Regions from separate parts of the Sus scrofa genome. Here region 2 is linked to region 1. Evidence: chromatin contacts called from public Hi-C data. All regions are on one chromosome and are shown on one strand. The core of a region is the stretch at or near the end of the contact, and the rest is flanking DNA. Distances in the headings are between cores, read along the strand shown. Region 1 holds the start of RPL13A (ribosomal protein L13a). Region 2 holds the start of SCAF1 (splicing factor, arginine/serine-rich 19).

The links. A called contact is a pair of places that touch in the nucleus more often than the background predicts.
Region 2: a contact with region 1 is called in a Hi-C map of liver, with 5 times the contacts expected there. The contact joins the promoter of SCAF1 here to the promoter of RPL13A in region 1. A contact is called at or near these places in 1 of 5 promoter capture datasets (fetal skeletal muscle), 5 of 47 Hi-C or Micro-C datasets (embryonic fibroblasts, heart right ventricle, liver and 1 more) and 2 of 2 datasets of contacts at active chromatin or transcription factors (alveolar macrophages and skeletal muscle).

The regions. Positions count from the first base shown.
Region 1 is chr6:54,563,030-54,567,178 of Sscrofa11.1, forward strand. RPL13A (ribosomal protein L13a) reads left to right here and starts at 1,764. Exons shown (of 8, transcript NM_001244069.1): 1 at 1,764-1,803; 2 at 3,309-3,381; 3 at 3,745-3,810; 4 at 3,992-4,093. The coding sequence starts at 1,789.
Region 2 is chr6:54,683,187-54,687,335 of Sscrofa11.1, forward strand. It overlaps SCAF1 (splicing factor, arginine/serine-rich 19), which reads left to right and starts at 2,151. Exons shown (of 12, transcript XM_003127346.5): 1 at 2,151-2,582. The coding sequence starts at 2,526. RRAS (ras-related protein R-Ras) reads right to left here and starts at 1,528. Exons shown (of 6, transcript XM_003355998.3): 1 at 1,338-1,528. The coding sequence starts at 1,490.

The sequences.
Region 1 (4,149 bases), core at 514-3,013:
AACCACAGCCACGGCAACGCCAGATCTTAACCCACTGAGCATGGCCAGAGATCAAACTCACATCTTCATGGATACTAGTCGGGTTCTTAACCCACTGCACCACAACAGGAGCTCCTCCACACGTGTGACTTTCGATTTTCTAGTAGCCACATATTTTTAAAAGTAAAGATAAAGTTTTCTTTATTTTTTTGGCTGCACCCGTGGCATGCAGAAATTCCTGGGCCAGGGATTGAACCGGCACCACAGCAGTGACAGCCCCAGACCCTTAACCCAATGTGCCATGCACAAGGGAATTTTTTTTTTTTTCTTTTTGAGGTGTCCCCAGCATTCACATGAGGTCAGTACCATGGCCGTACTGGAGAGCACAGAACTAAAATGCTTCCACCATTGCAGAGAGTCCTCTTGGACAGGGCTGCCGCAACACACAGTGAGAGCTCACTGTGAATGGAGCTGTTTGGGGCCCCGAGTCTGTGCTGAGCCCTGAGCATGGGCCTTCTTCTCCTCTGACCGTGGAGCCTCAGACAGCCCACGAGTCATCTACCATCCCGTTTTACAGAGGAAGACGCCGAGGCCCAGAGAGAGGAGTCACCTGCCAGAGGACACAGAGCGGAACTTGGAGGAAATCAGTTAGAGACTGGTCCCTTCCTTGGCCACGCTGCCCCTGTTACTGTCTCCCCAGGATGGAGGCAACGCCAGCACCCGACCCCGGCCCCACCTTCCCCCCTCTGTACAAAGCCCTTAGCCCCAGGAAACTGTATATAAATCATTCTTTTCTGCCAGCTCTAGCCTGGCCTGTCTGTGAGGGGACAGGGTGTGGATGGCGCAGTTTGGGTTTGGGTGTTGGTTTTGCAGTTAAGGCAACGTTTCATTCAGGACCTACTTTCTGAGGTTCCTGGGGGCCCAGAGGTTGGGACCAGCCCTCTCAGGGTTCCTGGTCCCTGGAGAGGACAGGGACACAGAGGGCCCTGAGTACAGGATTACACACGCTCTAATGGAAGCGGTATAGGCAACTGTGGGAGCCCAGAGAAGGGACCTGAGCCAGCCTGAGCTATCATGGAGGCTCTCTGGAGCAAAGAACTCAGGCCGCATCTTAGAAGGTGGGGTGGAGGGGAGGCCATCCCAGCCGAGTGGCACAGCCAAAGCAAAAGCTTTGTCCAGAGAGTCCGAAGCTCATTGTGGGGCACTCAGGCATCCAGAAGTCATGCCTTCAAACATGAGACCTCATCGGGAAGATTAGCTCCATCTGCTTGACACATGGGGACGCTGAGGCCCAGATACGGCCAGGGATTTGGCCAGGTCGCAAGGAAGCCAAACAGGCACCGGAATCCAGATCTCTAAGCCTAGACTGAGAGCTGCCACCACGCGCCCAGCAGCCAGTCATTGCTCTAGGGAGTAACTGCCTCTCTCCTCCCGCCTTCCCGGCGCTCGCCTCCAGCCCTGGGCCCACCCCGCTTTCTGCAAACCCCGCGGGCAGCTCGCGCGAGGATTGCTAGCCCCTCAGAAATACCGGGGCGGAGGCTGGAGGGCCCCGCCCCAGCAGGGCCGCCCCCTACCCCAATGCGATCTCTCCCGGTATAGCCGTGGACGCCCAGGTCGGATGGGAACGACACTGATTGGTCAGCCAGAAGAAGACCCGCCTTGCAGTGGGGCCTTTCTGCGCACGCGCTCGACACTCTGGCCAATGAAAAGACGGGAAACGGCCTTTGTTGCGTCACTTCTTCCGCCCCTGTTTCAAGGGATAAGAAACCCTGCGCCAAGAGTTCCTTCTTTCCCAGGCAGCTGCCGAAGATGGCGGAGGGGCAGGTATCGGCTCCGCGCGGGCTGGGGCGGCGTGGGGTCGGGGTCGTGCAGGTCGGGCCGAGGTTGGACCTCTTTTCCCCCGCAAGTGTGCTGTGGAAGGAATTTAGGATCGATAACTGACCAAAACAGAAAGCCATTAGGGTAAGAGGAGTCCAAAACGGCTATTTAAGATGGCTTTTGCGTTCTGGGCTGGCCAGGATGCGGCGTCGTTCTTCCCTTGAGGAGCCGTGTTAGGGCCTTCAGCACAAGAAAGGATACTTAAAAACTAGGTCTCGTTTACCTTGTTCTTGGCCCAAGTAGACCCTTGTGTCCCCAGCGCTGGGGAAGCACGCGGAAGGCCGCCCCGCGGCGGCAGAGGATTGGCCAAAATGGAGGGTACTTAGGCCCGGCCAGAGCCGTGGGTTCCTTCGGCCTCCTGGGTTCTTCCCCAACTGTGGGTATTTTGGCAGGAAATCTTTTGCAGTGGATTGAGAAAACTGCCTACAGGGCATGCGGGAGCCAACTGGTTTTTGTCCCTCTGCTTCGGGGTTGATGGAGTCCTGCTGGTGCTGAGGACTGGGATGGAATGTTCTACCGCTCTCCACATCTTTTGCCCTTAAGCACCTGGAGGCCCTCAAGGAAGGCAGCAGCAGCCGTGCTCTGACTGCCTGATTTCTTTGTGTGACTTCTTGGATAATAAAAGGAGGATGGTTCTGGAGGGGGTCTGCACGTGATGGGTCTATGGTTAGGGAGGGAAAACCAAGTTTGGAGCCAGGCATATGATAGGGTTCTCAGAACATGCGTCCCGGCTTTTACGGTGTCTGGCACAGCTTGCGTTATGTTTTGTGTAATTCGTTTAATTTATCGCAGTGTTCCTGAGGCTGGTATTGGAGATTGGAGGGTTCTGATTGATCAAAGTCACATTGGCAGGGAATCTGGCTTTAGCGTCGGTAGCCTTTTACGCTGCTTTTCAACAATCCCAACTTGTATAGCAAGCACCTGATACGGGGACTTTGACTCTTGACAAGCCATGGATTAAGCAGTTGACCAGTTCACACTCGGAGACACAGGGCCAGCATGGGTTTTTTTGTCTCGCATCACCCACCCTGAACCTTGGTTTTCTTCGCTTTGACATTCATGCAGCAACCCTTTGAGATAGGGACGGGATGGGATTCTGTCAAGATTTTACAGCTTGCATCCAGGTCCCACGTTCTCCCTGGATGCTCAGTGTGGCCACGGTTGGTTCGCATTGTAGTTTCTTTTACCATCAAACGTAATCTGAGTACAGAAATTCCTGCCAATTGAGCAAGCTGGAGGGGAACTCTTTGGTATCTTAGCTCACTCACCAGGATCCTGAGTTAGTTGTTGACCTTCTTGGCCTCATCTGTAAAGGGAACCTTGGGTCTCATGCCAGCTTAGCAGGCACCCTGGGAAGCGGGTGAAATGAACACGTAGGAAGGAATGATGGAGGTGGGGGTGTCAAGGCAGGCTGTGGGCGCCTCTGAGCCCTCTCATCCTATCTCCAGCAGGTGCTGGTGCTCGATGGCCGAGGCCATCTCCTGGGCCGCCTGGCGGCCATTGTGGCCAAGCAGGTACTTCTGGGTAAGTCTGCCCTTGGTCCACAGCTCCCCTGGATCTGAGCTCCAAGGTCAGTGATGAGCAACAATCACCATCTTTCGTTTGAGTCTCACGACCATGAGATCAACCCCATGCACCGCTCTGAGACCTGCCAGCCGCCTCCCCTCCCGGGTTGGGGGCTCTGCGTTCAGACATTTTTCTGTGGGTCCAACAGATTGAACGTTCTGCCGAGTAGTGCTCTGTGACTGGGCAGGAGACTTCCCCGCCTGCCCTGTGCACTGTGGCCAGTTTCAGGCAGGAAGGGGTCTCCTTTCTTTCAGGGTCCTGGGTAACAGGCGGGTCCTTAACCTTTCCCCTCCTTGACGCCTGGTTTTCCATTCACTCTAGGCCGGAAGGTGGTGGTTGTGCGCTGTGAGGGCATCAACATTTCTGGCAATTTTTACAGAAACAAACGTAAGTTAGGGCCTGCAAAGAGGGCTGGAGAGGGTTGGGCTGTGGGCTTCTCAGGCTTCACTGGCTCCAAAAGTAGTCCCGTTGGCAGTTGATCCAAACAGGCCCGGTACTAATGGTTGTGCCCTGGGGGGACTTGGCGTCCGGCGTCCGACTGCAACTTAGACATGCTCCTCTCTGACAGTGAAGTACCTGGCCTTCCTCCGCAAGCGCATGAATACCAACCCGTCCCGAGGCCCCTACCACTTCCGAGCCCCCAGCCGCATCTTCTGGCGGACGGTGCGAGGTGAGCTGGGCCTGAGGGTGGGGGGGTGACAGGGCAGGTGGCCAGTGATGACTTTC
Region 2 (4,149 bases), core at 901-3,400, 120 kb after region 1:
GGTCCCGGCCGCCTCCATCCAGGCCCTGGGCCAGCTTTGGGTCTGCCCCTGGGTGCAAGGGGCCCAGGGCTTGGGGCCTTTCTCTACCCAGACAGGAGCTCCCATGCACGCGCTGTCTGGGGTCTCTTCAGGGGTCTGGGGCCCAGGGACCTCAGGGGTGGCATCCCTGGAGCAGACACCTTTCTAGGGTTTCTCCCAGGTGGGAGAGTTTCCCCTGGGGAAAGGGGTGGAAGTTTCCTGGGCAAGGGTGGATTTTCAGAAGAGAAGGGGTGATCTGGCAGCTGCTGGGGGTCCGAAGGCTGCATCCTGCCTGTCGTGGAGGGTGCTTGGTAAGGGGCAGTGCAGGGGCCTGGCCCTGGGGGGTTTAGGGGTGTGTCTGCAGAGTAAACCGGGAGAAGCTCAGGTGGGCGAACTGGGGGCTGGAGAGCATGGGGGAGGGTTGTCATAGAATATAAGTACATGTCTAGAGAGTCGTAGAGACCTGGAGATACATTTAAGAGGTCAGAGAAACTCCAAAGGAGCAGGTCTTTCTGGAGGTGTCAAGACTCTGGGGGCTTCTTCCATGGAAATGATCTGGGGGCTAACCAGAATTTCTGAGAGGGGCTCAGGAGATCAGAGTGGAGGAAAACTCACGACGGAGGAGTGGATGGTTTTCCTTGAGGAAGGGTAGGGGTCTGGATCTGGTGGGATGGGGGATCCCCAGAACTTGGAGTCTTAGTGGGAATGGCCAAGGGGCAGGATCTTTTTGCAGTCTCTTGGGTCTGAGGGGGTCTCCCTGAGGACAGGGGTGGGATGGAGTCCTAGATGGATCTCAGGGGCCAAGTCTGGGCATAATTTCTACTTTCTGGTGGAGGTCTCTGAAGGGGCTAAACAGCCAGGTTGGGGTAATGTCAAGGGCATTCTCCCAGTTACTGAGCGGCTCAGAGGGGAAGCTGAGGTCAGGGATTTGGGAGAGGTAGGGCTCAGGGTGCGAGGAGGTGGCCCCGAGCGGGGTGGGGGCCCATGAGAATGCTTAGGGTCTAAATGGGTTGACTCTTCTGGATTTAGGGTGCTCCCAGGAGGCATCCAGGGTCAGGTCAGCAGAGGAGCGGGGCTTTGGATACTTGGGGTAGGGGTGGTGGGTCTCAGGATACAAGGACAGGAGGAAGGTCCCTCATGTAGGGGGTGGAGGCCCTGAGGGGCTCAGGGTCACATCTGAGGGGACATTTTTAAGATTAGAAAGCCTCATAAGAGGGTCTCAGTGATGGATGGAGGGGAAGCCGGAGTCTTGGGGATCCCGCCAAGGGCTCAGGTCTGGGTGGGTCCCGGGGGCACCCCCCGGGGTGAAGGTCCACTACCTGGATGAACTGGATGGTCAGCGCGCTCTTGCCCACGCCGCCGCCGCCCACGACCACCAGCTTGTGTGTCTCGCTGGGTGGGGGGTCCCCGGGTCCCGGCCCCCCGCCCCGGGGCCGCCCCCGCCCTGTCCCGGACGCCGCCCCGCTGCTCATGTCGCTGCCGCTGCCGCCGCTACCGCCTGGGGCGGGGGGGGGGACCGGGCGGGGCCTAGGGGCGGACCACGTTAATAAGGGTACTGCATAAACATGAGCTCCAGCAAGAAGGGCTCCTTACTTGGGACACTTAGAGGCAGGCAAGACCTGGGAAAAGGAGGAGCTATGCTAATACGGATAGGAGTACGGCTGTCGCTGAGAAGGGGAATTCCGAATGGGGCGGGAACATGCTAATGAGAGAACTGTGCTCACCCCGAGCAGCGCCACGCGCTCTCGGCTGGCGGGCCGGGGGGGCGGAGCCATGCTAATAAGAGTTCTTATTCTCTTCGTAGACGGGTCCGGAAAATCGTTCGGGGTGGGACTATGTAAATGAGAAACCCTGTGTTGCAGCTAGCTTCTCAGGGTACCGTCCCCGAGGCCTTGTTCTAGTAGGCGGGGCTTGAGTCTTGCGCACGCGGCCGTATATAGGCGCGCTCTGAGGAAGGAGCGAGTCCTGAGGGGAAATTAACCTCTGTCCTGGGACCCAAGCCAAGCTCCCGACTCTGGCATCTGGGTTGGGTGATGGAGGCTCCGCCCGCTACGGGACCCAGGCTTCCGGTTCCCGCTGTCCCAGCCTAGCGGAAGACAGACTGGGAGGGGAGATGGGGCCCTGGAGGGGGGCCAGCGGGTAACCGGGAAGGGAGGGGCCGTGAGATCACTGCATTCCTAATTCATGAGCCAGCTCGCCCAAGCGGGGACGCCTGGGTTATGAAGGGTCTAGGGTCAGGATTTCCGAGTCTTGAAGGAGGAGAAAGCCCAGGACCCAGACCCCTGGGTCGCAAGGAGAGATTGTGACTGGAGGTTTGGACTCCTGGGTCCTGGAAGGAGGAGTTCTGGAGGTCCTTGCTTCTAGATTGCTGAGGGCCCGGACTCATCGGTCCGAGGGCTGAAGGAGCGGGGGGACCCAATATTCTGGATCCGAGGGAATTGGAATGGGGTACCCGAACCCCTGTGTTCGCGTAAGGCGTTTGAGACCAGGAATGGTCTGAGGGAGGCATGAAGGCCCGACTCCTGGATCTAAGAGGAAGGAGGGCTCGGACTTCTGAGGGAAATGTGAGTCCGGACCCCTCGGCTCTGAGAGGAATCGGATTTGGATTTTTCTGTTGTAAATGAGGAGGAAGCTGTAGGGCCGGGCTTCTTGGTTCTAAATTTAGAGAGAACTTGGGCATCAGGATTCTGGGATCCCCAGAATGTGGGCGGGGCAACTTCCAGCCAGTCCTGCTTCCCCCCCCCCCACGGCTCACTCCGCGGAACTACAACTCCCTTGCACCTGTCAGGCTGAGCGCTCTTTACGGCACTTCCTTTTCCGCTGCTCTTTCCGCGCGCGTGCAGGGCACTATGGGGCTTAATCGCGCGCTACCGCAACCCCGCCCACTTCACCCCTCATCCCCTCGCAGTCCCCGCGCGGCGGAGGCGACGCGCGGACTACGTCTCCCGGCGTACGTCGCGCGCACCCGGCCCATCTGCCCCGTTGACTGCTGGGAAACTGAGTCCGAAGCCTTCCCACCAGCCTTCACGGCACGGTGCTCGGTACTTGAAGTCCCGGCAAGCTCGGCGGCGTTTTAGCTCCTCCTTTCTCCTCCCTTTGCTCGCGAGCCCCGCCCCAGCCCGCCCCGCCCCGCGCCGGGGCCGGAGCCGCAGCCCGAGCGGCGGGGTAAGATGGCGGCGGCGGTCCGAGCGGCGGGGCTCGGGCCTATCGGGGTGGGCGGGGCGGAGTCGGGTCGCTACTTGTCCCGGGGTCCTCCCGACACGCCGCGGGGCCTGGAGGGCTTAGCGGGTCGGCCTTGGGCCCGGTAGCGGCGGCGGAGCCTGGCGCCGAGCGGGGGGCCTTCTCGAGGCCCCGGGACGGGTCTGGGGTGCCGGGGGGCATGGACCGGGCGTCTCCTAGAGGACTAGGGGCGTCCACAGGACCTGGACCGAGACTGAAGCCTGCCCTCCGTCATATAGCTGGCTTGGGTCATTTCTGTAGGCACTGTTGAATGTCTTTATAGGCTGACCCGAGGCTAGAGTCTGTTTGGAGGGTTCTGGGGCCATCTTGAGATCTTGAGATATGTCCCAGGGGTGAAGGAGGTCTGCAGGAGCTGGGGAGTATCTGCAGAGCCACCTATGGCTGGGGTATATCTCCTAGGGCTGAGCAGTGTGTACATGGGCTGACCTGAGAATGCGGCTCACCTACATGGGTCTAGGGCCATTTAGCCAGGCCATGGAAGAACAGTTCCAGCGCAAGGAAGTCTTTTATAGCCATTCAGAGGAGTGGGATGTACCCACTAAGGGAAGGAAGCAAATACTGAGATGTGCTGGGAGGCTTGGATGGGTCTCCAACTGTCTGGGGAGTGTCTAATCTGGGTGACAGGAGACTGGGGACAGTTAGAAGGACCTGGAACCATCTAGGTGGCTTTGAGTGTGACTGCAAGAGTGCAGGCTCTATGCCTGGAGCAAATTCGAATGCCTTTGGGGGCCAGATAATCGGCCAGGAGAGTAAGACAAAGGAACGTATTGGAAATTTTGCCCAGCTCAAATATACTTGCCCTTTAGAAAGTAATTCAAATGCAAAATGTTAAAAAATTCGGGGTGGCCTTGGGGCTTCAGAGAGAGTTAGTCCACCTTGGTCTGGGAAAGT